7 separate regions of the Mus musculus genome follow, and all the other regions are linked to region 1. Evidence: chromatin contacts called from public ChIA-PET and HiChIP or PLAC-seq data. All regions are on one chromosome and are shown on one strand. Each heading gives the region's core, a stretch centred on a gene start, on an enhancer-like site or on the middle of the called end of the contact. The rest is flanking DNA. Distances are from core to core; before and after follow the strand shown. Region 1 has its middle 39 kb from the start of Plcl2. Region 2 overlaps Rftn1 (raftlin lipid raft linker 1). Region 3 overlaps Rftn1 (raftlin lipid raft linker 1). Region 4 overlaps Rftn1 (raftlin lipid raft linker 1). Region 5 overlaps Tbc1d5 (TBC1 domain family, member 5). Region 6 overlaps Rftn1 (raftlin lipid raft linker 1). Region 7 overlaps Tbc1d5 (TBC1 domain family, member 5).

Region 1 (3,971 bases), core at 1,058-3,557:
TAGCCAGTAAGTACATGGTAGCCTCCACTACAGAAATTATACTGTATAATATGACCAAGAACGTTGGAAATTGAATGTTTACTCTTTGACGTCACAGAGCTAAGTGACCTTAGGCCCCACAACTATCCAAACAGATGAGTTTGTTTGTTTGCTTGTTTGTTTGAGATAGGGTTTCTCTGTGTAGCCTTGTGTGGTGGTTTGAACATGCTTGGCCTAAGGAGTGACACTATTTGGAGGTGTGGCCTTGTTGGAGGAAGTCTGTCATTGTGGACATGGCCTTTAAGACCCTCGTCCTAGTTGCCTGGAAGTCAGTTTTCTCCTAGTGGTCTTCAGATGAAGATGTAAAACTTTTAGCTCCTCCTGGACCATCTCTACCTGTACACTGCCATGATCCTGCCTGGGTGATAATGGACTGAACCTCTGAACCTGTATGCCAGTCCCAATTTAATGCTTCCCTTATAAGAGTTGCCTTGATCATGGTGTCTTTTTACAACAGTGAAACCCTAAGACACTTTGACTAGCATTCTGTAGACCAGGTTGGCATAGAACTCAGAGATCTACAGGCCTCTGACTCCCAAGTTCTGGGATGAAAGTCATGTGCTGTCTGCAGGCCAAATGAATGTTAATGCTCTTTTCTTTTATCAGTGAGCTAAAAGGTCAGATGTCTAAAGGGGTTCCACAGCTGGATCTAAACCCTAAACAAGCCTTTGTTTCTGTTCTGTTTGCTCTGGTACATACTCAGTATTGTTGGTGGGAATTAAGTTTCATGCAGACATTTTAGCACACATGGAAATGAGAAGAGGTGTTCCTTGTTTTCTTTTCCTCCTCAGGCTAGGCTAGAAGGATGTCTTTTCCGAAGTGATAAACATGCTGTGTCCAGACCCAGAGAAAAGGAACTCTGAACTCATAGAACACATTTCTAAAAGTGTGCCCATGTGACAATCGGGACAGCGGGGAGGTCTTTTCAGCATGCTCAGTTCCTACTGTTGGACTCAAATAGCACTCTGAGGAGAAACCCAGGACAGGCTGCCTTTCCTTTCTTCCTGTGAACCACTATTTCTGCCATGCATGAAGAAGTGATGCCGGGGTTCTGGGTGGTCTTTTATGATCCACATTGACAGTTAGCTCTCATTTTTAAAAGGTCATTCAAAAAAGCAACGATTAAAACTTGACATTTCTTTTTTTTATATACAGTATTTTCATAGATTTTAGGGTTTATTTTGTTAAGTAGAATTCCCATTCTGATCTTCATAAAGCAATCATGGAATCGTGGTATTTTTTAAAATAAGCCTCTCCAGATTCTTTTTACTTTTTAGCATAATGCTCCAGAAAAGAGAAAGTCTTTACCAAAAAAAAAAAAAAAAAAAAAATGTTGTGTTTGCTATCCTATAGTCTACAGTTGTAGCTCAGTTATCAAAATGAATGCTCTTTCAGAGTGGTTGTACTTATTTATTTATTTATTTATTTACTTACTTACTTACTTAGTCTGCTTCAACGTCAACATGAAAATTAAAATTCAGGGTCAGTTATTGCTGGGGAGTGTTCTCCACGATGTAATTTGGTTGCTAGGCAACCTGTGGGCGGATATTAGCGAGAGGAAGAGAGCGCTCCTCAGCCTGCCTTCAATAGCAGTATTGCCTTTCATTTCAAACGTGCTAAATAATAGGGCCCTGCAATTTGCCTCCCTTGCCCCGTGCTGCTTACTTTTCCTCTTGAATGGAAAATTAATCTGGTTTAGTGCGGGTAACATTTGCAACTGTACTTCCTCTCCCAGGCACCGAAGGGGATGGGGGTGGTTCATTCATTTTAGTTGTGGGAAAGGCAAACTGCTGCATTTTCGTGGTTTTTTTTTTTTTTCCTCTTTACTTCTCCATTTTTTCCATTGTGGTTGTTGAGAAAACTGATCATGCACAACCTTTTATATAGGATGAAGAAAGAGGAGATGGGAAGCCAGGACCTTATTTATAGGATGCAGCTTAGAGTCTGGTGAGGTCATGAAGTTCCCTCAAGTCTGAAAAGACTCAAGTCTGAAAAGATAGGACGGAATGGTTAGTAAGCCGTGCTTAGGGAACTGGCATGAAGATCAAAGCCACACTTTTACCTCAGCTGCGGCTCCAGCATCCTCTGCTGCACCTCTTCTCAACCTAACACCTCGCACAGAGTTGGTCTTCAACAACCGACCACACAGAAGCCAACATTCTGAGGTGCCGGGCCTGGAAACAGAAAGTTCTCTCAGAACAGCTGCTTGCTGTAATAGTGTGTTCAGAGCCTCACGTCATTTCCTGTCTCAGCAGCTGAAAAAAAAAAAAATCGTAAAAACCAAGGTTGGCAAGCTGTTCTGGCTGCACGCGAACCAGAGTCTGGTTCACCACCGAAGCCCTCCTGTGCTCTTTCTGCACTGAGGAAACCGGCTTTGATCTGCTCTGAGGTCACAACCGCTAGCGAGCTATGTCAGCGCTTCACTTCATTTAGAAGAGATTTAACAGGAGGCCCATGGCTTTGCAAATCTGTTCACCGTGGTCTTGGTCTAAGCATATGAAGATAGTAACTTGAGATTCTTGTTGAGAAATCCCTCTTCTGGCCTACTTTTTTTTTTCTCTCTCTAGGCAGTCTAAATGCTTTCCCTTTAGGGCTGGCATGGATCCAGCCTATTGACTGGCCTCCTGCTGCTGGTAAACTTCCGGCTCTTCCAGTCTTTTCCCTGTGTTCTTCCATACCACATTGCTCGCATAATCTTCTCCAAATTGTCAAGGTTTTCAAAACCTTTTTAAAACCAGATCATTTCCACTTAGTCTTGTTTCCTAGAATCCTCCAGGAGAAGGAGGAGGAGGAGGAGGAGGAGGAGGAGGAGGAGGAGGAGGAGGAGGAGGAGGAGGAGGAGGAGGAGGAGGAGGAGGAGGAGGAGGAGGAAGAGTTATAGTTAGGTTGGACATACCAGGGAAAGAGGACTGGCATGCAGGAGGGACTTAGAGATCTCAGAGCACAAAAGGCACCTTTAGATAACTAAGAGGTGACAGGCAGCTGAGTACAGGAACCGGAAGTAGGTTCAGGAAGAGGTCCAGAGCCGGAAGGCCAGGGGTGCATGCGGAAGTGCAGGCTCTGAGCTGGCCAAGACATAAGACAGGAACCAGGCTTTCTCTTGTCACTCTCCTTTGTGTGACCCTCCCCACTCTTTTCCTTTTAAGTGTCTCAGATGTTCTTTTTCCTTCCCTGAAGCTACCAGTCTCCTATTTTTCAAGTGTTTTGTAAATACCAGGTCTTGACCTATGAACAGGTGGTGGGATCAATGTTGTGAATACTTACCAGCATTTCCAAAGCATCGAACAACAGTGGAATAACACAGGGCTGAAAACATAACTAAGATGCATTGCACTTGCCTAGTATGTTGATCCCCAACACCAAAAAAACAAAACAGTGTCAAACACAGAAGGGACAGAATGATTTAAAACAGAATATGCAGAATCATATACGACAAAATAGAAAAAACTTGAGTTCGAGTTTGGAAAAGCCATTAGGGTAAGCTTTGATCTCACTTATATGAGTGCATACAGGTGTGTGTGTGTGTGTGTGTGTGTGTGTGTGTGTGTGTGTGTTTGAAATGTGGATTGCTGTGGGAAGCAGGCAGAGGACCAGAAGGGAGTCTCAGCAGTCAGGAGCACTAGCTGCTCTTGCAGAAGAGCTGGGTTCCGTGTTGAGCACCCACATGGCAGCTTGAAACTACCTGTGACTTCAGTTCCAGGGGATCTGACACCCATTTCTGCTCTCCAGGAACATTAAGCACACAGGTGGCACAAATACAGATGTGTAGGCAAAACACCCAGGCACACAGAAAAGAACAAAGTACATGCATTTTTAAATGTATGATTTTTGAAAATCATAAAATCACATATTTAGAAGTGGAAAAACCTACACACTAATATGATTGGGTAATGGTTTTCTCAGAAGAACTTTTAAGAGGACCATGTTGATAA
Region 2 (3,971 bases), core at 1,010-3,509, 400 kb before region 1:
GACATTTTGAGGCAGCTCATACAAATTCCATGAACTTCAACCTTCTTCTTTTAGGGTCTGTCATGGTTTAAGTAGGCCGAGTAACAAGCAGCATCCATCTTCCAGTGATGAGGGTACCATGCCCTGAAGGTAGACCCCAGTCCCATGCCACCCAGTGGGAACTCTGTATCCCACCACTGGGAATGTGGCTCCCTCTGCCTACTTGAAGACTTTGGGGCAAACAAATGGCTGTTACTGTTATAAACCAATATCCTTAGGTGGTAAATACATGCTATCAGACCTTTCTGTCTCTCTTACTTCCTCCCCAACTCCAGCCTCCTTCCCTGCCTTGGTGTTCTGAGGCAGCTTCTCACATAGACTAGCCTACTGAGGTGGGGGATTGCAGGCATGAGTCATCACACCCCACCTAACTTCCTTTGAAATACAAAGACCCTCACTAATTTGTATCCACAAGTGACTTAGTGGCTTCTTCAAGGAAACCTCCAAACCCTCCATAAAAGACTGGCTGAGCAGTACCTTCAGAGATGCAGAAATGTAAATAAAGAGAATGCAAATGTTCCTCAGGAGTGGGCCTTCAGGGCTATGAGGAAAGTCATTAGGCTCTCAGTTTGCCATGCTGCATCCAAACTGCGGATGCAGGTGGATGCCCGTGAGATAAACACACTGCCCTGCACTGAGGGTTACACTATTAATAGGCTCAGGAAACTCCTCGTAGGCAAACCGAGACTTGCTTCTTGTTTATCGCAAGTTACAAATGTGCAGTGCATGAATTAATGATGATGTATTATTCAAGGCTGACGGAAGGGTAGAACTGTACCTACCTTCCCAGGCACAGGAGGAACAGAACGGGCACAGAGGCTCTGAGCTCCAGGCTTAGGCAGCACAGAGAGAGGCTCCCATCACCCTCTAGGGAGCGGCTCAGTTAGAGATACAACTGCCTCATATCCAAAACAGGGAGTCATTGAAAGTCAAGTTTCTACACCAAGCAATGAACAGTTCCATCAAACACCGTTTCTACGGGGAATGCATCTAAATAACTTCTTTTTCAAAATTTTCTATATTTTCACATACTTTTATACATCTACTTCGAATATCCTGCATAACAATCTCTTTTTTACCCCTAGAATAACATCCCTGTCCCCATTACCATCCCTATTCCCCATTTCCTTTGCAATGATGTGGGGAAGCAGCCACAGGCTGCCGCTGGAGGTGTGGATTTAGAAGTGAGTTACATGGAACTTTATTCCGTTTTCTTTCATTTCTCAGCTGCATGTGTGATAGCAGGTGACTTCGGTTTTCTCGCCTTCTGTATGTCACAGTGCCACCCCCACGGTGACAAACTTCCCTAGTTTTCATTCTTTGAAACACAGAAGTCAAGACTGATGTAACAGCTGCATCACTTCAAGTTTAGACTTCTCTCACAAACAGATCAGTTGACTGATGGCAGTGCTCATTTTTAAATAAAAAAAAAAAAGAAAGAAAGAAAAATTGGGAAAAGAATAACCCATTGAATTCTGATGACATCTGTTAAAGAATAGATTAAAAATACGTTAAAAATAGCAACCAACAAATATTGGTAGGGCTGTATGAAGAGCAGAAAGAAGACAGAGCTGTGCCCAGGAGGCTCATGCATAAGGGTCTGAGCCACTGAGACCCAACCGGGGCCAGCATCCTAATCCCTGACCTCTTTGGTATCAGGAGGAATAATTTAAAAACTGAAAGAAAAAGAAAGAAAGGAAAAGAAGAAGAGATGAGAAGAGGGTAACCTACAGGGGGTGGAGCTCCTAAGGCTCTGGCTCTCAGAACTCTCAGAAGAGACCCCGAGTCAACAGCTACAAGACTGACTGCTTCAAGTGTTGGGGAGACAGCAGCAGGCAGCCAAAGCTCTGCCAGGATCAACTCACTCCACTGAGAAGACACCCCAGCCCTCGCACCAGCTTCTCCACTTATCTTTTAGATGACAAATGCCTGGCAGACAGGAGGCTTCACAGAGGGGGGGCTGAGCACCACTGTAGCCGCCCCCAGCTCCCACATGTATTCCCTGACAGTGCATAATTAGCACTCAAAACACGATTGATCCATCTTCTCAAAAGACCACAGACATACCGATAGAAATGATATGTATCGCTTATCTCCTCCCTGCCCCCACTGGTGGTAACAGCAAACATTTGTAACCGGCATGCTGCAAAGTTATCAAGTGGGTACGTGTGATGTGACACCTAACCCAGCCACTGCCAGGGAGGGCTGACTGAACTAACTGCCAACCGCCCAAATGCTGACTAGAGAGGCTCTGAGTTACAGGACAAAGATACTGACTGTTCACGGCCTCCCTTTGCACTTTCTCTTTCTTGGTGTCACCTTTCAACTCCTTCCTATCCAAGGAGGAGGAGTTGCCAGCCTGAGAAACACATGGCTGTCACTTTTACCTTCCTCCAAGTGCCAAGAAACTTGCCATCGGCACAGAGAAGAGAGGCAACACAAGGCAAGTAGCCCAGAGAGCAAAAATAGCAAATGACTCAAGAGCTGACAGGGAGACAGGAGCTACATATATCCCTGTGGTCCTAACACTTATGAAGCCGAGGCAGGAGGATTTCTGCAAGTTCAAAGCCTGTCTGGTCTGCAGAGCAAGTTCCAGGGAAGCCTGAACCACTGTCATTCATGAATGAATAATGAATGAATGAATGAATAAAATTAATAAATAGGACATAAGTTAAAAGCAATAAGAAATACTAGAGTAAACAGAGGTAGGAAAGACTGCTCTGTAAGAAATGAGTGGGGTGGTACCCTACCAGTCCTGCTGCAGGTCACAGCAGTGAAATCAAGTGAAGCCCACTGCCACCCCCTCCCCCACCCCTGCACCCCTTAACACTATATATGTCTCAGCTATGAAGATGCCGAAGGCCTCAAGGGTGGTGAAGGAAGAGCTGAGGAGGGGAGAAAGAGGTTGTCAAACTTATCTGCTGCAGCCAAAGTAGCAATGAAACCGCAGAGGGGAAGGAACAATCTTCATATTGAAATAGATAAAATTAAAAGGGAAGGGGGAATCCAAGGCCATGGTGGTCACCCTAGCAACAGAGACCCAGCCACAGCACCCAGGGACACCAGAAACGAAGCTGGGTTGGCTTTGTGAAGGACATAAGCCTCTGCCCAAACTCCTGTTGCCTTTCCTGGGCAATCCAGAGTGTTATTATATGTGGATGGTTTTATAAACTCAACTCTTTAACAACTCTACAGACATTTTTTTCTTTCAAAGAGGGAATGTCTTGAATATGTCAGGGCTGAAACCAGCCAGTCTGTATAGGCTCTGTAGTGTGTGTGTGTGTGTGAGCGCACGTGAGCACATGTGTGAGTGCAAGATACAGAATCCTAATCCTACCCTCATCCCATTTTTAAAGTGAGAACCATTTTTTAATAGAGAGGGAATCATTTCCTCTTTTATGCTTTTTACAAGCAGGAAACAGTAGACTGTGGAGCCGTGGTGGGTTACTGCCTGCCTGTCAACATTCCACAGGTGGAAAGGTTTTGTTCGTTTGTTTTGTTCTTGTCTTAGAATAGTGTGACAGTTTGGATGAGATGTCCCCCATAGATTTAGATGCTTGAACACTTGGGCCCCCGTTTGTGGTGCCATTTGGGTAGGGTTAGGGGGTGTGACTTTGCGGTTCCAAAAGCCACGAGAAGTATCAAGTTCTCGCGCTGTTTGCTGCTTGTGGCTTGAGATGTGAGCTCACAGCTGATCTAGTCACCATGCCTACCAGTTGCCACACTTCCTCACCATGAGGGTGACAGACTCTTGCCTCCCTGGAACTGTGAGCTCTGACTAAACCCTTCTGAGGCTCAACTCAGTCAAGGCATTTTACCACAGCAACAGAAAGGTAACCAACATTCACCCCTACGTGGCAATGGAGACTCAGAACACACATGTGTTATGCCATGTTTCTTTCTCATCCTGACTTCAGACAGGGTCTTTCAGT
Region 3 (3,971 bases), core at 831-3,330, 380 kb before region 1:
AATACCAGAAGCCCTGAATTCTTCTTACAAAATGAGCATAACTTGTAAGCTGAGCTCATTTGGGCCTTTGGAGGGCAAATCTAATCTAAAGCTACTGAAAAAAAAAATCTTTAAAAATGATCAGCTCTTCCTTTAAGTAATAAACACATGGCAGAGAGCTATGATACTCACGACTTTTAAGTAATAAACATGTAACAGATCTCACGTCGATAATCTTAGATGTCACGACCTACGTCATTTCAAAGATAAATCTAAATTATTCCCTCTTTCCTAAGCCAGCAGGCAAAGCTTACATTTCAGCCATAAAAAGAACAAGAGGTTGTGTAGCTTGCCAGCAGAGTCATCTTTTCTCTATTTAGAAATAATCACGAGAAGCAGAAACAAGAAACAACTTAGACTGGAGCACTTCCCCAGTCAGATAAAAAGTTACTTAGTAAATGTCAGTTGTCTAAAACAAATGCTTTATCCCTGGGAAACAGGAAGAGAGGTTAACACCCATCCATTCCAGCCAATCCTTTCTTCTCTCTCTTCCTCCAAAACACCAGGTTAAATTAGCAAGGTCAGATTAGCTATTTTTTTTAAATAGTAGAGAAAGAAATGAGCCAGTAATAGATCTGTGCTGGTTATCTTTCGTCAACTTGACACAAGCTAAAATCTGAAAGGAGAGAATCTCAATTGAAACAAACAAACGAAAAATTGGCTTGTAGGCAGCTCTGCCAGGACATTTTCTTAATTAATGACTGATGTGGGAATGAATGCCCAGCCCACTGCGGGCAGCGTCATCCCTGGTCATGTGGGCCTGGGTTATATAAGACGCAGGCTAAGTGAGCAGTGAAGAGTAAGCCAGTTGGGGTTGGTGGCATCAAGTCAGATACCGCCCTTAAGAAAAGGACAACGCAAGGGCTGGAGAGATGGCTTAGGAGACAGCAGAACATTTGCTGCTCTGGGAGAAAACTTGGGTTCAATTCCCAGCACCCAACTCCAGCGCCCAGGGATTATCCAATGCCTCTGGTCTCTCTGTACTCCGTATACAAATGGGCACAGGCAGGCTCACACTCATGCACATGTGCACACACACGTTAATAAAGAATACAAATATTAATAATAAAATAATTAATAAAACAATCTGTATTCGATCAGAAGTGTGAGGATTATTTCTATTGTCTAGGATCAGGAATTACTTACTCCTTAAATCAAGGAGCAGAAGAGCAGTGTCTTTAAGACTGTTTGGAGATTAGTCATAGGGCCATAGAGGATAGAGATTGGCAAAGTTCTGGCTAGAAAACAAACAGTTGGAACAAGATAAAATACAAATCTGTCTGGCAAAGAGCCATGAGCACAGGCGAACTTGTTACGTAGCTATGCCAGTAGTGGGTAGCAGATGCATAGATTAACTCACTGATAGAATGACCCTGGGGAGGGCTGCCACTGACGCCTAAAGCAGTGGATAGGGAACAAATGGAGTTTCCCCTCATCCCAATAGGAAGTGCAAGATGGCACCAGATTAAGCTGGTGGCACAGTGTGATGCAGGAAGAATGGAAAGATTTCCAAGGAGAGAGTAGTTAGTAAGAGAGACATCTTAGGCACTTCTTCACCCTGTCTTTGGTGGCTTGAGGGAGGATAATAAATCAAGCTGTTACTAAGATAATTCTGGAATAATCAGGAAAAAGAGGATTATGAAATGAGAGCAATGGAGTTCAAAGTTCCCCTAACACTACGCTGAAGGTTTAAAAATGCTTGAGAGGGAAAAGAATGGAGAGAGAGAGAGAGAGAGAGAGAGAGAGAGAGAGAGAGAGAGAGAGAGAGAGAGAGAGAACACGAGAGCGAGCGCCATGGATCTTTAATGACTGCAGCTATAGGAGCACCAGGGGAGCCCAGGAGGAAGCGGGATGGAAAATGTGCCAGCCAAGTTACTGCCCCTTCTGATGTCCCTGGCCCCTGCCCCCAGCAGATACTTACTTCTGTCATAAAGGTTGGGTATCTATAGGAACATTCTGGATATGATGACACTGTCGCCACACACTCTCAAGGAGCTGTGTGCTGCCAAGTGAGTGTCTGTTACAGCTTAGCATCAACATACTACACCGCGACTTTAGAGAAAATCTTGCCACATCCTGTCTCAGAGCTTACAGTCAGGGCTGCCTCTTTGCTAGACAAACCACCTAACAACTCACAACTAGTTCAAGGCCTTTGTTGTTTGCCTCGAAAGGCCACAAAGGTAAATGAAGATCCTTTCTCTCAACCCTCTGGGATACAGAAAAAACCAGAGGAAACCATGGGGAACAGCCATAGGAAGAGGCCTGCTCTCTCTCTCGGACTCCTGCAGCCTCTCACGAAAGACACACAGAAAGTGAAAAGAAAGAATGTTCCTAATAATGCATAATTAATAGCATCTTATCAGGAACACAACAACTGAGTAAAATCAAGTCTTCCTAACATTTGCTGGTTCAGGAAAAGTCCCACATCTGCAATGCATGAATAGAAAGGATAGCTACCCATGAGTGGTCCCCAGGTGTTTTTATGGGCCACAGTCAGCTGAGTGACAGAAAGTCACTCAGCTTGCACATAATTACAGTTTCCATGTTCAAGACTGCTGCTATTTCTGCTTTTCTAGTTTCTCCCACCTACACCCCAGCACCTGCCTGAGACAGGGGACCAAAACACTCTATATCTGCAGCAACCAATGAGGTCACTGAAGAAATGTGTCCAGTGCAACTCAGAGGGGAGCTTGCATTTTAAAGTCCCATCAGTCCCAGAGCTGGAGAAATGGCTCTGATAGTAAGAATACCTCCTGCTCACACATAGAACCTGGGTTCCAAGTTCCCAGCACCCATGTGGTTGGGTGCTCACAGCCTTCTATAACCCCAGTTCCATGGGACCCTGCACCCTCTTCTAGCTTCCACAGACCCTGCACATACACGCAGTGTACAAACATACATGTAGGCTAGACATTCAGAAAGTTGTTTTCAAAAACTAAGCACAACCAACTTTGATGCAAATGTGTACGTATGCTTAGCTCTGTCCTTACACTTGAATGTACCCACCATTCATCTGGAGTCTACCAAAATGCAGATGCTGTTTCTACATAAGGGGAGGGGGGTGTCTGAGAACCTGAAATTTTGAAGGAACTCCCTAAAGATGCTGCTCCTGGACAGGAGATGCTGCCCCCGGACTGGAGATGCTGCCCCTGGACTGGAGATGCTGACCCTGGACTGGAGATGCTGACCCTGGACTGGAGATGCTGACCCTGGACTGGAGATGCTGACACTTCTGTCCCACCAGCCACACTTGGAGCAGCAAACCTTTTCCTCAGAAACCACAAGTCTGACCCTGAGGCTTCCTTTGGGTTCACTGTCTCTACATGATTTTAACCACATCTCCTTTAAGGAAAAGCTTGTATGAGACACTAATGTCTCACATATGCCTTAAAGCATACAAACAAGCCGTTAGAACACCGAGGGGCTGAGAGACAAGTGGAACAAGCATTATCCTTGGTGACCACAGGAAGTCTGCATGACTAAAGCTGGCATCTCAAGGCACAGATGTCCACTTGAAATGAGGCTCCTTCTTAAATATAATGGAAGGCTGTGTATGTTTCAAAAAGGCTTTTCGGTAATTTTACATTTCAAGTTAGATCTTAATAGATGTGGTACTTAAACTCACTCTGTGCCCCCCCCACACCCCCCAACCTCTTATTAAGAGCTGAGGTAGCCATTTCTCTGTGTCTGGGGATGGGTGACTAGAACAGGGCTATTACTCTCAATCTGCTATCACATCATAGGACTTCTAAAGCCATGTGCACATTTTATGAGTTATCTGACATTCTTACACATATATATCATTGTACTTTATTCGTACGTACCCCACAGTCCTTCCCTCCCCCAGCTATTTCTTCCTTCCTGCTCATTCCTTTTCCCCTGTAATGTCGTATGCATATATACATATATATTTTAAATCTACATTAACTATA
Region 4 (3,971 bases), core at 621-3,120, 350 kb before region 1:
ATATATTTTACATATAAATAGATTTTATATTTATATAACATCATACATATTATATACTTTTTATGTATTTTTACATATATTAAATATAATAAATAATATATACCAAATATAAATGTTAAATATAATGATATATAGTGTATGTGTTAAATATACATATATGTGCCATATGTGTGTGTATATATATATATATATATATATATATATGTATATATATACTCATTCTATCAGTTCTATTTCTCTAGGGGACACTGACTAATCCATCAGCATCCAGGGCAGACATAGGGTAACACCCCTAGGTCTTCCATTTTTTCACTACCACCCTTGTGGAGCTGGAATGACTACTACTCAGAGACCTCTTGGGTCAGTCCCCTTCACCACCAGCTGGACTATCTCAAATCCTACTCAACCCCAATGATCTGGACTGCTGGAGTAGTAACCCAGAACTCCAGCCTCAACTTCAATCTGGGCCTGTCAGAGCTTGAATCCTAAACCCTAGAGGAGTTATGAGACTCAAGACCACAAATCATTCTGCTGCTCACTCACAACTTGACAAGACTGAGGTAACGACAACCGAAGAACTGAACACCCACCCAACAAAGACATCCACTCCAAGAAACACTACAAACACCACGACTCCAGATAACAGCTGAAAAAACACAGTCACAAACAACCTCCACCAGAAGCCTGCCACCCCTACTGCAACAGACCCCAAGGAAAGCAATTTAGCTGAAGCACGAGACAAGGACTCCAAAATAGCAATTAGGAAATATGTTCAAGGACCTTAAAGAGGATATGAATAAACGTCTTAATGAAGTTCTCAAAAACACAAACAGTCGAATGAAATAATGCAAACATTTCCAGACATGAAAATAGAGTTTCACAAAGAAACGGGAAAGCCAGGCTGAAATAGGACTGGAAAAAAATCTGGGGAGGTGAGACATAAGGCTCAGAGAACCTCATGAGCAGACTGAAGTGGAAGAGAGAATTTCGAGTTTTGAAGACAAGGTAGTAGAAACAGCTCAGTCAAAAAAAAAATGTTGAGTCTAATAAAATTCTGGTACAAAACCCTGGAAATCCGGGACACTTTCAAAAGAGCACACCTGGAAATGACAGCTATAGAGGGAGAAGAGGCCGAGCTCACAGTCACAGAAAATATTTTAAGCCAAACCTCAGAGGAAAATTTCCCCCATCTATAAAGAAACAGGTGCCTAATAGGTCTCCGAAATACATAATCAAAACGCTAAATGCAAAGAATAAAGAAAGGATATTAAAAACTGCAAGGGAAAGAGATCAACTCCCATATAAAGGCAGACCCATTAGACTAACACCTGACTTTTGATTAGGGACTGAAAACCAGAAGGTCCTAGACAGACGCTCTGCATGTTCTGAAAGAACACACATTCCAGGCCAGACTACCATATCCAGCAAAACTATCACGCAGAAGAGCAAAGGAGAAAGAAAAACATCTCATGATGAGAAACAAAGTTAAACAATTTGTGTTTCCCAATCCAGCCCTACAGAAGGTGCCAGAAGGAAACCTTCAGGCGGGAGAAAAGGTTAAATACACTGAAGAAGAAATAATCCCAGAACAGTAAATCAGAAATAGCTGGCCACCCATCAAGGTCCCTGTTTGCTGTTTTACATGCGTAGTGCTGCCATTCTTTTAATGAGCAAATGAAATCATCACTGACAAGGATCTGATGACAGGAGGAGGAAGGGAAATCTAGAGCTGCCTCAGTCTTGTGTAGACAGATAAGCATGGCTCCTATCCCATTAGATGCGAAGGGAGTCAGATGACATCCTGGCAGCAGAGGAACTGGGCCTGTGTCCCCAGGCTGCTCTGTGGAAGCCACCAAAGTCATGCGAGTCATTGCTATTAATAGTTTTAGTTGTCTCACAAACTATCTCTAGGTCAGACAGAGTCCTATGTCAGGGTGCTGTTCCTTCTGCCTAATTTCAGTCCAGACCTAACCAGCATCTACAGTTCATACACAGGTCTTTCGCTCCTCAGTCAAAGCCATGGGCCTTCTGTTCTGGAACCCTTTGTAAAACGGTAGAGTGGGGCCAACAATATGGCTCAGCAGGTGAAGAAGCTTGCTGCCAAGATTGACCACCTGAGTTCAATCCCACATGGTGTAAGGAGGAAACTCCTGCAAGTTGTCCTCTGGCCTCCACACATGTGCCATGACATAAATGAGCCCCCAAATTGATAGATAGATAGATAGATAGATAGATAGATAGATAGATAGATAGATAGATAGAGTAATCAAAATTCTTTTCTAAGCTGAGCTCAAAATGAGCTTAGTTAGATCTTCAGGACTGAACAATAAACTCTGAAAAGGCATGGGGAGGGGGTGGTAGCTTCTTTGTCAGATTCCAGACTTTGATAATGGCTTCTGCAATACCTTACAGCAGGGTCTCCAGGAAGAAGGTGACAGGACGCTCTGTAAGTAGAATGCAGGAGAGTGAGTTGGATCCAGGAAATGGCACTGTCCTTTAAGAGGAACCAATATTCAGCAGCCGGAGGCCAGTACATGAAGAGGTAAAAGCAAGATAAAAAACACTTAGACCCCACAGAACACAGGGGGAGGGAGAGATGGGGTGGCAAGGACAGATGGCAGATGTATCAGGTGGCTAACCACACCCCATGTTTACCTCAAACTCATCCCAGATTTGTAAAATTAAACACACAAAGAGGAAATGTCTCCATGGAGAAGTCAGAATTCAAGCCTGCCCTGTTTCCTCCCTCACCCAGGAAATCCCTTCCTCTCCTGAGCACTACCAAGGAGGACTCACCCCTGAAGTTCTCTTCCCTCTTTAAGGTATCATAGACACCTCCTTGGAGCCCTTGTGCAAGACATTTTAAGTCAAAGAACAAGTCTGTCTTTAGCTATGGCAGAGAAAAGAGAAGTTAACCCCCAAAAAACATCTGGCCACAAACAGCATAAAGTGAAGCCATCATCAGAAAGGGACATGGGGACGTCAGCCTCTATTCCACCAGGACACAGGGCGCTGCCCTTCTCAGAGCTCCCCCCGCTGCCCCATGATGCAGTCTGATGTCCTCCACGTGTGCTGCCTCAGGTGGCTTCCTCCATCTGACCAATTTCTAATTTCATTAAACAATATAAAATACCAGGGAGGAATTAACGTGTGTCAAGGTGCTCCTGGGACAGGACAAGCACTGGTACAGACCCCAGAATTACAGCACAGTGCTTAGCAAATGCTGAGAGACCATCCGGGGCCTGCTTTTCACTGCCTGTTCTACTTTCAAGTCCTTTCTGAAGAAAATGGCTGAGAAGTGAAAGAGACAGCAAGTCAGCTCTGAGATCTTGGCCTGCACCGAACAGTGGCGGTTGTAGCTCCGTGGTTCTGGTCACACCTACTGCTGCAAGCACCTCTTGTGGCACGGCAGAGATGATGCTGTGTTACAGCACCAATGGGAGCTCTGGCTGGAGAGTAGAGTCTGAGAACCTTCGTCACCGGCAGACAAGCGTGGGAGCCACGCACAACCTTGAGATGTCCTTAGTGTTTGCTGCTGAGCAGGGACAGGCTAAGCAAGGAAGCCAGCAGAAAGCAAGAAGAAAACTAGGAAGTGAGTGCCGGGAAGATTGCTTAGTGGATAGTGCCATTACCCCCGAGTGTGAAGATCTGAGTTTGAATCCCCAGAACCTATGTAAAAGGCAGACACAGGGGGCATCTGTAGCCTCACATTTCTATGTCAAGATGGGAGGCAGGAGAATCCTTAGGGGCTACCAGGTCAGCTAGCCTGGCAGTGAACAAGTGATCTAGTCTCAAATAAAGTGGAATCACACACACACACACACACACACACACACACACACACACACACACAAATCAGTGATTATTTTTCAAGGAAGAAAGCCTGAGACGTCTACCGCAGTCAAGGTTACTATTGGCATCAGTGAGCAGCCAGGCGGGACAGCTGCCTAGGCTGCTCCCAGTTTACTCAG
Region 5 (3,971 bases), core at 880-3,379, 330 kb after region 1:
TTCTCCTACCTTTCCTGTACCCACACTGCCTAGGGTTGCCTACCTGAGTAATAAGTCATCAAAAAGAGGAACAAGATATCAAACAGACATTGTGACTATAACAGGACTGTGCTGTTGATAACCATCCAATTGATGGATTGGATCAATCATGGATTGATTCCATTCAATCCTAACCACTCAATGAAGAGCTCAACAGAAGACAAGATTGGGACTCAAGAAGATTAATTCATTAGTTCAAGGACCTGTGGGGTATGTGTGTTAGTGTGTGTTAGCATAAGTCAAACAGATTTGTTCAAGCTTAAAAACTATACCAAAATAAATAATTACATTTCTGAATCCTGGATGTGGCATTAAACCTCTCTATATAATGTTTTATTTTCCTCCTTAACTATGTAAACTAGCTTGATAATATTTTTGTTACTGTGGAAACACCAACACTTAGAAAGCAGTCTTTGTACGAAGTTCCCTGCAGAGATCTTCTGAAAACCTTTTCTTCCAGAACAGTGTTGCCTTGAGCTGAAGAGTTTTCAGAAGGAATGTTAGCACTGGCATGGCCTGCTAGGGTAAATTCGCAGCCCTCACTCAACTGAGGGCTAGGTATTCTCAGGATGTAGGTATAAGCTATGCAGTGTCCTAGAGCTGTATGGACCAGTGTACTATATTAGATATGAAGCAGATTGCTATGGTGCCCTGAAATCCAGGCTATGTTCTGCTTATTGAGTGGATCTCCTAGAATAGGCTATATATGCAGAGGTTCTAACTTCACATAAAGGCATTATTGGGATCAGACACAACCATGTCTGGATATAGTCTATCCTTTTTTCATTCCCTTTTCCTTTCAACACACAAAGCAAATGGCTGTGTCCCTTGGACTCTAGGACAATGGAAGTTATTTGTCAAGCATCTCTTAGGAGTCTCTGCTGGCAAATGTCTTGGAAGGAAGGTCAGAGAATGAAGAAATAGTATTATGCTCCTGTAATGTCCTACAGATAATATTTTTGTGGTTTTCTTTCCTCAAAAAACCCCAATGAGATGAACAGGTGCTACAGTGAGTGAGCTGAGGGAAACAGTGGCTTATCTAGTTCAGGGGATGCAGAGCATCTCCTGTTCCCTCTGCCCCAGGTTCATCTCACGGTGGCTGGAACCTTCTCTATCGGACTGACAAACTCTCTGTCAGAGTGTGGGGGCAAAGGGAATTCTAAACACATTCAGACAAAGGGCCAGTTCTGACTGAGTTGTCTTAGAGCCCTACAGCAAGAGTAACATCCAAGAAGGCAGGGACACTGGGGAACCCTGGCGCCAACAAAACAGTGTGCCCTGCAGCAGGCACACTGGCTTGTTCCATAATTACTGTTGAATATAAAATCTTGATAAAAGAAAAATGATGGAGAGTATTTTAATATAAATAGGATTAGTTTATTATATGCATATGAATATTTTAAATTAAGCCAAACATGATATGAGGTTTAATTACTATTTTATTATTCTCATTTTAGCTTGAATTTGAATGAAAGAATCTTGAATTCTAAACTTCCATGTAACATAAATATTCTCATTATAATGTATTTCAACTAAAAGGTGCAAAGAAAAAGATTAATGATTGTAATCTTAAATATTTATGTCTTAAAATCCCATGGGAAGTACTGAAAATGGATAAGCTTTTACTTCTTAAGCTAAACTAATGGGTAATATTAAAATGCTAGTTTTTGACTGTAAACTGTTATGACTCACTATTTATGGTGGTTACATTGTACACTGGTTAAATCGTATGGCAAAAATTTTAATATGAAGGCAATACTTAAAATATTTCAAAATCAGGTTGTGAAAAAGACAAGTGGTAATTTTTTAGGTGGAATATGGGTAGTTAAAACACAGAAACAGATCTTACAACAAATTCGTCAAATATTGTTACAAACAATTCATCCAGTAACAAAAGTCCTTCCTTGTGTCAGCCATCCTACAGAACATAACGTTGCAAATGACCTCAAACATAGGTTGAATCATATTTGGCAAAGAAAAAGAGTTTTCACTGTGAACAGAAAATCCACAAGGCCTGATGCCACCAAAGTAGGCCCTAAGAGTGAACTTTTGTTTTACACAACAGTGCCACTTAGTGGCCAAACTATGGTAGTGGACCAGTGTGCTGAATGGAGAGTAGGGCCAGTAACTGGGTTTGGGAGAGAGTTGTGACACTGTAAGTGGCCAGAATGGGGTGGGGCAGTACATGCCAACAAATGAGAGAAGAGGGAGGGAGGGAAGGAGAGAGGGAGGGAGGGAGGGAGGAGAGAGAGAGAGACAGAGAGACAGAGACAGAGAGAGACAGAGGATGGATAAATAGATGACAGACGGGTGATTAGACAGATGGTAGACAGGGAGGTGGCAACTGTACCTTGGAGGTCAGTTAGAGCCTGGACAGGAACAGAAACCTGAGCATCGCTTCCTGTAACTACGTCGCCTAGATTTCATAAGAAAAAATAATTAGATATGATAAAGGAAAATAGACAACCTTTTGCCTTTCATACTCAATATTATAATATTTTATCGAATTATTAAAATTTATAGAACAGAAAATACAGTGGAAACTTAGATAAACATCTGACGTGTCTTTAAAGTAAGCAATGTCTTTAAAACGATGTTTCCAGTGGAGAGTTTGTGTCTGTTTTTACTAAGGAAAAGTTCACAAGTTCCTACTATAAGTTTCTACTATACTGTGGATTGGAAACCTCAGTATAAAAGTATAAAGGACTTCTCTGAGGAGATTTTTATGGCATTACAAATATTAGTATGTTTTAAAATATATCTTCTAAAAAAGACTTATTCATATGGAAGTTATATAACACTTATTAACAGGCATATTTTTTCAAAACTGATTTCTTCCAATGTAAAAAAAAATATTTTTAAACTAAACTTTAAAGGAAATTCATAGGAAAGACCTAAGCAAGCTCTAATTTCATGTTACCTAGTGAAAATATTTCAAACTTACCACATGTATTTTCAAATGCATCTGTGAACTACATCCCTTTATTATAGGCAATTATTAAATTGAAACCATAGTAAATGCTTATAATAAAGCAGTGTTCCAAAAAAAAAAAAAAAGAAAGAAAGAAAGAAAGAAAGAACCAGATGGGCATATAGAAAAGAAAACCGAGCTGGGAGAGCAGGTCTTAGTGACCCAGAAGGAAGAGTAGGAGAGGAGAGGAGAGCCACCCAGACACTGCCGTCCCTCCAGCTCTTCTGTTTCTGGGGCAGCAGTGTTCAACAATTACCAGTCACAGCCGTCAGACTAACCCCTAGAGACGGCAGTGTCGAAGGCTATTTCGTGGTTACTAAATAGAAGAAAGCAAGTCTTTTAAAAGTCTCCAGGATTCCTGTGTACAGCCTATGACTTTGTAGGCTTGCTTCTTCTTCAGCTTTTATATAATACATGCATATGACAACTATGTATTCATTTTACTAATATATATATAAAGTACTAATTAATATACTATAAATAATATGATTAACATATATAATAATATACAGGATCTCACACACACACATTTTGGTAAAAATCGATTTTAAACGAGATAGCATCCCTCAGTGTTCTGGCCACTTAATGTACTCTGATTTGTAGCGCGGCCACACTGTGTCATTACTGCATTCCTATCAACTAACAGGACAGAGAAATGTTCTCCTATAACCAAAATAAAATTGTGAAAGGGACCACATCCCACAGAAAGGCTTTGGGTAGAAAGAAAATGGTCACAACCTAAGTTTCCATAATAACATTTCCTAAATTGATAAATGGTAGGCTCAATTTCTGAACATTTTCAAGTCTATACCAGTTACCCGTTTTGCTATATAGATTTCTCATTTTAATATTTAAGGTAACGATTACTAAGAAGATGAGGGAACAGCAGCTCTGCTGATTTTCTTTTCCTCAGCGGACACATAAAGTCCACCATGAACGTTAAGTTACACATGCCTGCATC
Region 6 (3,971 bases), core at 933-3,432, 310 kb before region 1:
ATGGGATAAATAGGGTAAAAAGGCATGGTCTACCTGCATGACAATGGCACAGTCAAAACCATCATTATGTAGAGTCAATATACACTAAGAAAATGAGACAGGACCCCCATGAAACTGGATAAAGTCAGATCTTGATAAAAGGATAAGTCATATTGGTAACAAGTCATACATAAAACAATAACTTGTTTTCCACTCCACTCTTTTTTTTAAAAATTGTTTTGTTTTGTATATACTCAATATTGTTTATTAATTTTTTTACAGTTATCTATTTACTTATTATGTCAAGGTGTACGCATGCCATGGTGCACATGTGGAGGTCAGAGGAAGAGAGAAGTGTGCAAGAGAGAAGGTTCTATCCTACCAATACATAGGTCCTAGGGATTAAATTCATGTCATTAAGGCTTAGCGGCAACTGCCTTAACCCACTGAGCCATCTTGCTGGTCTTTTGGTTCCACTTTAGTAAAAATGATCATGACAGGCTGCTTTTATTATGGATCTCTACAGAAAACAACCATTTGGTTTTGCTTTAACTGATAACAGTCATTACTAGGGAATCCCATCTACTGAAGGGAGCCTTGAGGTCTTGAGTTTTGACTGCCTGGATCACACACAGGCTCACCCCAGAGTCGATCTGCACTCAAGAGTACCTGTTGCTCCTTGATCTAGATTCAGAGTGGCTGGGACCAGAGCCCTGAGAGTTTTGCATGGAGACGGGATAGTTGAGAATGGCCAGCCTCCTTAAAGCTAATCTCATCACCCCCATTAGGAATCATGGAAGGACAACATTAGTACCAAGAACAAGGCTTAAACCATGTCATTCGACAGAGCCTCATCCATCTCCCCAAATCTGCAAGCTTGTGATGTTTTTATAGGAAGCAATTTCCTTTTTGGGAACCAGAATTTGCATATTCTGTTTAAAAGCAAGGTCTGTTTTTAGCACAACACCCAGCCAGGACCTCCGCTTGCAAGTCACGCAACTGAACTCTTTGCATAAGTCTTCAAAACAGAAACTGACCCTTAGCAAATATAGGAACTAGAACTAGAACCAAAACCAGGCAGGAATAAACAACGTCACAATGCCCATTGGTGGATTTTACCCAAATTAAAATTAGCTATCCAGACACGCTCCGCCTCACCCTTTACTGATGATACAGAATCTAAAAAGCGGTCAGAAAAAAACTAAGCAAGTGGTCTGAAAACTGCACTGGTTGGGGCAGACGGTTTCAGAGACCAGTGCTCCCTGGACGCCACAGCAAATTCTTAGGAAAGAAAAATGCCTCCCTGGACTCAAGCTCGAGTCTGACCTTGCTTTGTACCTTGCAGGAGGGTTCTTGGTTGAGAGAGGGTTTCACCATTGGGGTTCTTTTAGCCTGGGGAACCCCCTGAAGTGTTTGTTGAGCATGATCACGTATGAGTAAGGGAGGTGTCATAAAGTTCCCACAGCCAGTAAGGGAACTTTACTTTGTTTAAAAAGCTGAGACTACAAACCAACCACCGTCGCCCACCCAAGTTTATGTCTGGCCTCCTAGATCTTAGCTACAGGTCAACCCTAGCCCTACCTTAGAACAAGTGACAAAGGGAAGCCACAGACCCACTCCGGCAGGCTCTTAGCTAACATTCATGTTCTTAGTAAACAAAGTAGTCTCTCCAAACAGAGAGTCATGTACGACTGTAAGCCTGGCATTGGGAGGCAAACAGGAGAACCCCTGGGCTTACTGGTCAACCCTCCTAGCCTAAGTGGAGAGTTCCAGGTCAGTAAGAGACCTTGTCAAAAAGAAAAAAAAAGATGACAATCCCTGAGGAACACAACTAGAGATTGTCCTTTGGTTTACACACACACACACACACACACACACACACACACACACAGAGAGAGAGAGAGAGAGAGAGAGAGAGAGAGAGAGAGAGAGAAAAAGTGAGAGAGAGGTCTCAACATTTTCATGATTGTCCTGTCACCCAAACCTGTGGCTCTTGTCACAACACACAGGTGACCTACAAGGATTCGCCAGGAAAGCCACAGTGTAGCTGACCTTAGAGCTGTGTGTCGTGATGGCTTGTGACTGACAGAACCGGCTGTAGGCCTAGAGGATGTGGAAAATGAAGCCTCGGCTCAGACACCAGCCAAGCCACAAGCCTGCCTCTCTAGGAAGCAACCATCACAGGCATCTGTCCCCTTCCTGCGGGTTTCCTTTATGACACCTCCCTTACTTGTGGGTGCTCAACAAATACTTCAGAGTCCTCCAGGCTCAGGCTAAAAGAACCCCATGGTGAAACCCTCTCTCACCAGGAACCCTCCTGCAAGACACACAAGCCTCGCCCCTGCTTATCTTTCCTTTCCATAGCTTCTCAGTCCTGGGCAGTCTTGTACATCCTAGTCAGATGTTAACCCCATGAATGCCTGGCATGGCAAGCCAGGTCCACTCATACTTGTCCTAATTATGGACTCCAGGTAATTTCTGTGGGATGTGGTCAGCCTGGCAGAGAACAAGTAAGTGTGGGGTCTGAGGGTAGGAGGAAAGAGGCAGTAGAGACCTTAACAAGGCAATGGCTCCTACAGAGGATCTGAAGCTGATTTAGCTAGCCATGACCTGCTGAAACATCCCTGGAGTGAGCAGTTAGTTCTAAATGTGAAAGCCACAGAACTGGAAACAGACACCTGTCTAGATGTTAGCGTGTGACTGGGCAGGAGGTCGTATGTGCTGAGCAGAGCTCCGAGTGCCAGACTCCAGCTCTGAACCAGGGTGAAGGGACAGACGCTCACTTTCCCCAAGGCTCCTGAGTTAAGAGCAAGCTATCAGAAGACCAAAACCCCCAGAGACCTGTTCCTCACATGCCCTGCCCGGCTCTGTCTCATAGCCTCCCTGCAAATCCTTAGTCTCGTCCACCTTCTGTCCAGTTTCTCAATGAACCCCTCCACAAAAGATGGAGGAATCCCTACCCCAGTTGTTCTCAAACTGAAGAAGCAGCAGAAGCATCGTCAGGATTTATCACATAGGGACGATTTTACATTTCATGGTGTCTAGAGAGAGGACCGAGACTTTGTATTCCTACAAGAAGGGGACCACATCTGGAGAAACCCTGGGTCCAAATCTCAGCTGTATGTGAACTCCAGGTGCTCCCTGTGCCCACCCCATCTCCCCAAGACCTCTTAGGACCTCAGGTAGCTTTGGCACCAGAAAAGCCAGCATCCACTCTCTTCACTCACGCTCTTCTCCCAGCAGCAACCCCAGGACCAGAGCGCACAGCTTTCCCCCGACCCTGTGCCCCAATGCTCCCATCCCGGCTCTGTCCAGCACAAGGCAGATCTGGAACCACCCTCCCTCCAATTCAGCAGAAGCTGCCTCCTTTCTGGGGGGCTTCCTGAAAGCCTACCTCTGGGCGGTGCTCCTTGCAAGGGAGGGTGAACTTCCACTTTCACAGCACTCGCTCTGCACTAGAAATCCCCAGCCTACCGCGCATACAGTGGTCTGGGGGAAAGAGTGGGAACAGAGACAACTGCAGGAGGCTCAAGCAGCCCTGGGGGTTGTGGAGAGAATTCTGCACACTGTGACCCACACAACCATTGGAGCATCATCTGTTAGGCTGTCCACTCATATGGTGACACAGGCCTACCTGCTCAACTCCCAGCCCCAGCTGCATCCCTTACAGCTTCAATACTACCCAGGCCTGGGCCCTTTCCAGGATGAACTGGCACACAGCAGGGGCTTGTGACAAGTTTGTGATCCCCCTGCGCCTCTGCCTCTGCCTCTGCCTCTGCCTCTGCCTCTGCCTCTGCCTCTGCCTCTGCCTCCTCCAGCAAATCCTACCGGCGTGCGCCACCACAGCTGGCCTATGACAAGTTTATAAACAAAGTTTTAAAATAATTGTATTGGGTTGGGCATGGTGTTGCCTGCCTTTAACCCCAGCACTAAAGAGGCAAAGGCACGTATATCTCTGGAAGCCAGCCTAGTCTACATAATGAGTTACAGAC
Region 7 (3,971 bases), core at 703-3,202, 290 kb after region 1:
CGGTTTTTAAAAACATAATTAAGTTAAAACAATGAAACTGGCTTAAAGAACAGAAATTTATGATTCACTGTCAGAAAATAGTAGTTTCTGGTTTCTAAACTTCATGTGGCAAAAGATCAATAAGGGACATCAGAATCCAGCATTGTCCTACGTTTAGAAGAGCAAATCCATATATAAGGCAAGAACTGGACACCCGAGGCTGGGCTACCTACAGACCACAGCAAACTGTATTTGGAAGCCTTATAGGTAAGAGTTAGAGGGCAGGGGATACTTTACTAGAAAAGAAAAAAAGCTAGCATCTAACTTTTTGGAGAGTGATATTAAATAAACTGGACAATGAGTGTCTTAGGGTTTTACTGCTGTGAACAGATAAAAAGGCAACTCTTACAAGGACAACAGTTAATTAGGGCTGGCTTGCAGGTTCAGAGGTTCAGTCCATTATCATCAAGGTGGGAGTGTGGCAGCATCCAGGCAGGCATGGTGCAGGAGGAGCTGAGAGTTCTACATCTTCATCTGAAGGCTGCTAGCAGAATACTGGCTTCCAGCAGCTAAGATCAGGGTCTTAAAGTCCACGCCCACAGTGACACCACACCTACTCCACCACGGAGAACACCTGCTAACAGTGCCACTCCATGGGCTGAGCGTATATAGACCCTCACAATGAGCTTTTCATGTATGGATCCATTTACTCTTCACAACAAACCTGTGTGGCAGATCCTCTCATTTACTGACAGATATTCCTGTCAGCCATATTCTCTGGGAGTATATGCTCCAGGTTAGGCAGCCAACCAAGAACCAGATCCCTTGGCTGCTCGCCCATGTCTTCCCTAGATGGACTCACATTCATGTTCTACGCTTTCCTAGCAAAGATTTAATGCACATTTACCAACTGTAATGGAGATACTAACTTCTAGTGGTTCACTAAACTATTTCCTTTCTAAAATGTTTAGAAATGGTTTATCATTGTAGTACATTTCAAATCCACTGCTTGTAAGGGTGAGGCAGGAAGATTGCTGGCAGTTGAAGATCAGCCTGCACTACATGGTGAGACCTTATTTAAAAGAAGAAAGGCATTTCTACAGGGGCATTAAGTTGGCTGAATATTATGCAATTTGGTTGTTTATAAAATACATCTTTCAGGTGTTAGTTATATACCTTCAGTACCTTTTTGATATTTTTTAAATAGTATAAGGTTTTATGATTTATTATTTACTTCCTTATCAACTTGATTAATAAATACATTCATTTACATTGTGTTAAGCCATGCAGAAAATACAATAACAGTTGAGATGTGGGCTCCTGGCCTCTATGAGTTTAGAGGAAGATACAGTCTGTACGTTCTTAAAGCCAAGAAAGGAGTAGGAAGCTCTGGAGAAGATGCAGGAGGATGCATGGAAATGAGAGCATGTTTTCTAGAATTCTGAAGGTACTGAAGGAGGAGGAATCAGAAGCAATGATAGAAAAGCATGTTCCAGGAAACAAGGATCCAGTCAACAAAGTTTTGTGTGTGTGTGTATGCAAGTGTCTGTGTGCATGTACAGGAGAGTGGCAGGTGAGCAAAGGAAAAACCAGTAATGAAGTCAAGTCAGAGAACTGAGAGGAGCAGGATCTTCAGATGGGCAGAAACCCCTCTCTCACATTCTTCCTTCCAGTAATGTGTGAGATGCTAGGGTCTGACACATAGTCTGCTGTTCCCACTGTCCCTAATGGAGACCATGTTTGAGGGTCACTTATGGACAAGAGTGACTGTCAGTTTTGCAGCAAAACAGGGCGAGAAGGGTCCTGGGGTGGGCTCTGCTCAGCTTCTAAGAGTGTCCTCAGATCACAAGATAAGCAGACATGGGAGCCAACACTGACAGCAGCAGCAGGAACCAGCCAAGAATAGCAGCTAGAGACAGGAAAGGCGCCCAGTCTTGCTTGAACAGATGGGTGAACAAGAAGTGGGAAGAACAGGAAACGGAAAGTCTTGATGAGAAGGAGGAAGGCTGCAGATGCTCTGAGGAAGCTGTGGTATACACAGGGTAAAACACACACACACTCGCGCACACACACTTGGTGTGAATGAAACCCAAGCCAGAGAAGCATATGGCAATAGCCCTGGAAGACAGCATCAGGAAAAATAGAACAAGAACACAATGACTACATATTACACTGCATTAAATGACAGGGTATGGGTGTGTGAAGCAGTTCAGCCGCTGTACTGGAGAACAAGCTGGAATATGAACGCTATAGCCCTAGCATTAGTGTATAAGAGGCCTGTCACATACAATAGTTAGGGCTTTAACGAGTCAGCAACTCTTTGAGCCCAAATATAAGATGGTAACACTATTTAGTATGGCCTGTAATTCTTAGGGGATTGGATTATTGGAGAGTCTTGATAAAGGACACAGTTTGGCCTAACAAGTGCTTTATAAATGTTACTTTTTTGTTGTTTTGTACTAGCAATGTACTCCTAGAACATTACCCCAGGGAACCATGTGCATACATAAAAGCAACTGAAGATATTAGTCAGGCATCCAAGGACAGCACATATACTCACGTGAACCCTGCATGTTTTTTAAAAATATTCTGTTGATGGACAATTCACAGACATACAACAGATGACTAACTGGAAAAATAAGATTGCAATGTATAAGTTTTTTTTTTTTTTTAAGTAGTCTTGACTTTGAAAAACATGGTGGGATTATACTTTTTTTTTTTCTGGATTTTCTACAAGGATATGGGGTTATATATTTACAAGAAAATAAGATTATTATGTGAACAACATACTAGGGAAGACATTTTTAAAAAGCAAAAGGGTTGGCTGGGGAAATGCCTCAAGCATAGAGACCCAGCTTTGGACCCCTGCATCAACTTCTCATCCAGCTGTAGCCATGTGTGATGCAATCCAGTGGTGACTATATGTGGACACTGATCTCTGGAGCTTGCTAGCCAACTAGTCTAGACAAACTGGTGTTTTGCTATGTATGTGCACACGTGTGCATGTGTGTGTGCATGCGTGTGTGCGTATGCGATTCTGTGCGTGCATGTACAGGAGAGTGGCAGGCGAGCAAAGGCGGAACAAATTATGAAGTCAACTCAGAGAACTTGGAGAAGCAGGTCCTTCAGATGGGCAAAAGGCCCTCCCTTCCATTCCTTTCTAGTCAAGAAGCTGTGGTTCAGCAAGAAACCCTGCCTCAAACAATAAGGTGAATGAGGTGGAGAGTGAGTGAGGAGGACACCTGACTTCAATCTCTAGCATCCCTAAGCATGTTACACATATGTACATACAAACATATAACCTTGTAGTGGTGAGTTTTATGCTACACCGGTTTGTGCTCCTGGTGGGTGGCATGCATGCATCCACTCAGGGGCTATCTGGATTTGCAAATGGAAAACACACACACACACACACACACACACACACACACACACACACACACACACACACACTAGCTAACTTTAAATGCTTTGGATACCTCAAAGGCTGGGTGGGTACTCCTAAACCTTCCACTGATACCCCAGGCCCAAACAGGGAAGTGGCCAGGAGCCACCCACCGTTCTCACAGGGCAGAGAGGCTTCATCTCCTGCGCCTGCGTCCCACCCTTCTACCCCGAGTCATTGGAATTCTATTCGTTCCTCTCTGCATCTACCTGCACAGCGCTCAGTGTCCCACCCCACGCCCAGCTATTGGGGACAAGGACCTTCAATGCAGATTCCCGATGGAATCACAGCTTCAGAACCAATCTCCAACACAACCTCCCCCAAATAAAACCGATTACCATGGGGAAAAAAGAGATGGAATGTTTGTAAAGACCAAAGTTGACTCCAAATCAATCCAAACAACATTCTCTAGACAAATATACCCTAAACAGCAATAAATAATATGAAATATAAGTGAATAACTTGTGAGAAAAGTAAATACCAAATAATTAAAATACTTTGTCTGTGAAACCTTAAATAGGATTTGAATGATAAAAGTCTTCCTGAT

What was found. HiChIP or PLAC-seq counts read pairs in DNA pulled down with a chosen protein or histone mark. ChIA-PET counts read pairs in DNA pulled down with a chosen protein or histone mark.
Region 2: a contact with region 1 is called in a BATF HiChIP or PLAC-seq map of CD8 T cells, with 6 read pairs. The contact joins two enhancer-like sites. A contact is called at or near these places in 1 of 484 Hi-C or Micro-C datasets (double positive thymocytes) and 2 of 115 datasets of contacts at active chromatin or transcription factors (CD8 T cells and memory CD8 T cells).
Region 3: a BATF HiChIP or PLAC-seq map of CD8 T cells shows a contact between it and region 1, with 7 read pairs. The contact joins two enhancer-like sites. A contact is called at or near these places in 1 of 484 Hi-C or Micro-C datasets (double positive thymocytes) and 2 of 115 datasets of contacts at active chromatin or transcription factors (CD8 T cells and memory CD8 T cells).
Region 4: a contact with region 1 is called in an H3K27ac HiChIP or PLAC-seq map of microglia, with 3 times the contacts expected there. The contact joins two enhancer-like sites.
Region 5: a RAD21 HiChIP or PLAC-seq map of pro-B cells shows a contact between it and region 1, with 4 times the contacts expected there. The contact joins two enhancer-like sites. A contact is called at or near these places in 2 of 15 datasets of contacts at CTCF or cohesin (large pre-B cells and pro-B cells) and 11 of 115 datasets of contacts at active chromatin or transcription factors (the 230-238 cell line, bone marrow-derived macrophages, cardiomyocytes and 7 more).
Region 6: a contact with region 1 is called in an RNA polymerase II ChIA-PET map of memory CD8 T cells, with 80 read pairs. The contact joins two enhancer-like sites. A contact is called at or near these places in 2 of 115 datasets of contacts at active chromatin or transcription factors (effector CD8 T cells and memory CD8 T cells).
Region 7: a contact with region 1 is called in an H3K27ac HiChIP or PLAC-seq map of microglia, with 6 times the contacts expected there. The contact joins two enhancer-like sites. A contact is called at or near these places in 6 of 115 datasets of contacts at active chromatin or transcription factors (CD8 T cells, bone marrow-derived macrophages, large pre-B cells and 1 more).

What each region holds. Positions count from the first base shown.
Region 1 is chr17:50,468,349-50,472,319 of GRCm38.p6, forward strand. No RefSeq gene overlaps it. Among named protein-coding and RNA genes, the nearest start is that of Plcl2, 39 kb to the right of the region's middle. Within about 2 kb of position 2,308, at least 294 of the 459 cell types and tissues checked have an H3K27ac peak or open chromatin away from gene starts, as enhancers often do. A contact at or near this core is called in CD8 T cells, bone marrow-derived macrophages, double positive thymocytes and 4 more, where this site is marked.
Region 2 is chr17:50,068,067-50,072,037 of GRCm38.p6, forward strand. The region is part of intron 4 of Rftn1 (raftlin lipid raft linker 1); the gene reads right to left. Among named protein-coding and RNA genes, the nearest start is that of Gm52302, 36 kb to the left of the region's middle. Within about 2 kb of position 2,260, at least 63 of the 459 cell types and tissues checked have an H3K27ac peak or open chromatin away from gene starts, as enhancers often do. A contact at or near this core is called in CD8 T cells, double positive thymocytes and memory CD8 T cells, where this site is marked.
Region 3 is chr17:50,092,216-50,096,186 of GRCm38.p6, forward strand. The region is part of intron 3 of Rftn1 (raftlin lipid raft linker 1); the gene reads right to left. Among named protein-coding and RNA genes, the nearest start is that of Gm52302, 60 kb to the left of the region's middle. Within about 2 kb of position 2,081, at least 59 of the 459 cell types and tissues checked have an H3K27ac peak or open chromatin away from gene starts, as enhancers often do. A contact at or near this core is called in CD8 T cells, double positive thymocytes and memory CD8 T cells, where this site is marked.
Region 4 is chr17:50,118,476-50,122,446 of GRCm38.p6, forward strand. The region is part of intron 2 of Rftn1 (raftlin lipid raft linker 1); the gene reads right to left. Among named protein-coding and RNA genes, the nearest start is that of Rftn1, 70 kb to the right of the region's middle. Within about 2 kb of position 1,871, at least 24 of the 459 cell types and tissues checked have an H3K27ac peak or open chromatin away from gene starts, as enhancers often do. A contact at or near this core is called in microglia, where this site is marked.
Region 5 is chr17:50,793,537-50,797,507 of GRCm38.p6, forward strand. All of the region lies in intron 17 of Tbc1d5 (TBC1 domain family, member 5), which reads right to left. Gm41598 (a long non-coding RNA gene) reads left to right here. Exons shown (of 2, transcript XR_876871.2): 2 at 1-54. Among named protein-coding and RNA genes, the nearest start is that of Gm41598, 4.7 kb to the left of the region's middle. Within about 2 kb of position 2,130, at least 8 of the 459 cell types and tissues checked have an H3K27ac peak or open chromatin away from gene starts, as enhancers often do. A contact at or near this core is called in bone marrow-derived macrophages and pro-B cells, where this site is marked.
Region 6 is chr17:50,156,564-50,160,534 of GRCm38.p6, forward strand. All of the region lies in intron 2 of Rftn1 (raftlin lipid raft linker 1), which reads right to left. Among named protein-coding and RNA genes, the nearest start is that of Rftn1, 32 kb to the right of the region's middle. Within about 2 kb of position 2,183, at least 94 of the 459 cell types and tissues checked have an H3K27ac peak or open chromatin away from gene starts, as enhancers often do. A contact at or near this core is called in effector CD8 T cells and memory CD8 T cells, where this site is marked.
Region 7 is chr17:50,761,664-50,765,634 of GRCm38.p6, forward strand. All of the region lies in intron 18 of Tbc1d5 (TBC1 domain family, member 5), which reads right to left. Among named protein-coding and RNA genes, the nearest start is that of Gm41598, 27 kb to the right of the region's middle. Within about 2 kb of position 1,953, at least 73 of the 459 cell types and tissues checked have an H3K27ac peak or open chromatin away from gene starts, as enhancers often do. A contact at or near this core is called in bone marrow-derived macrophages and microglia, where this site is marked.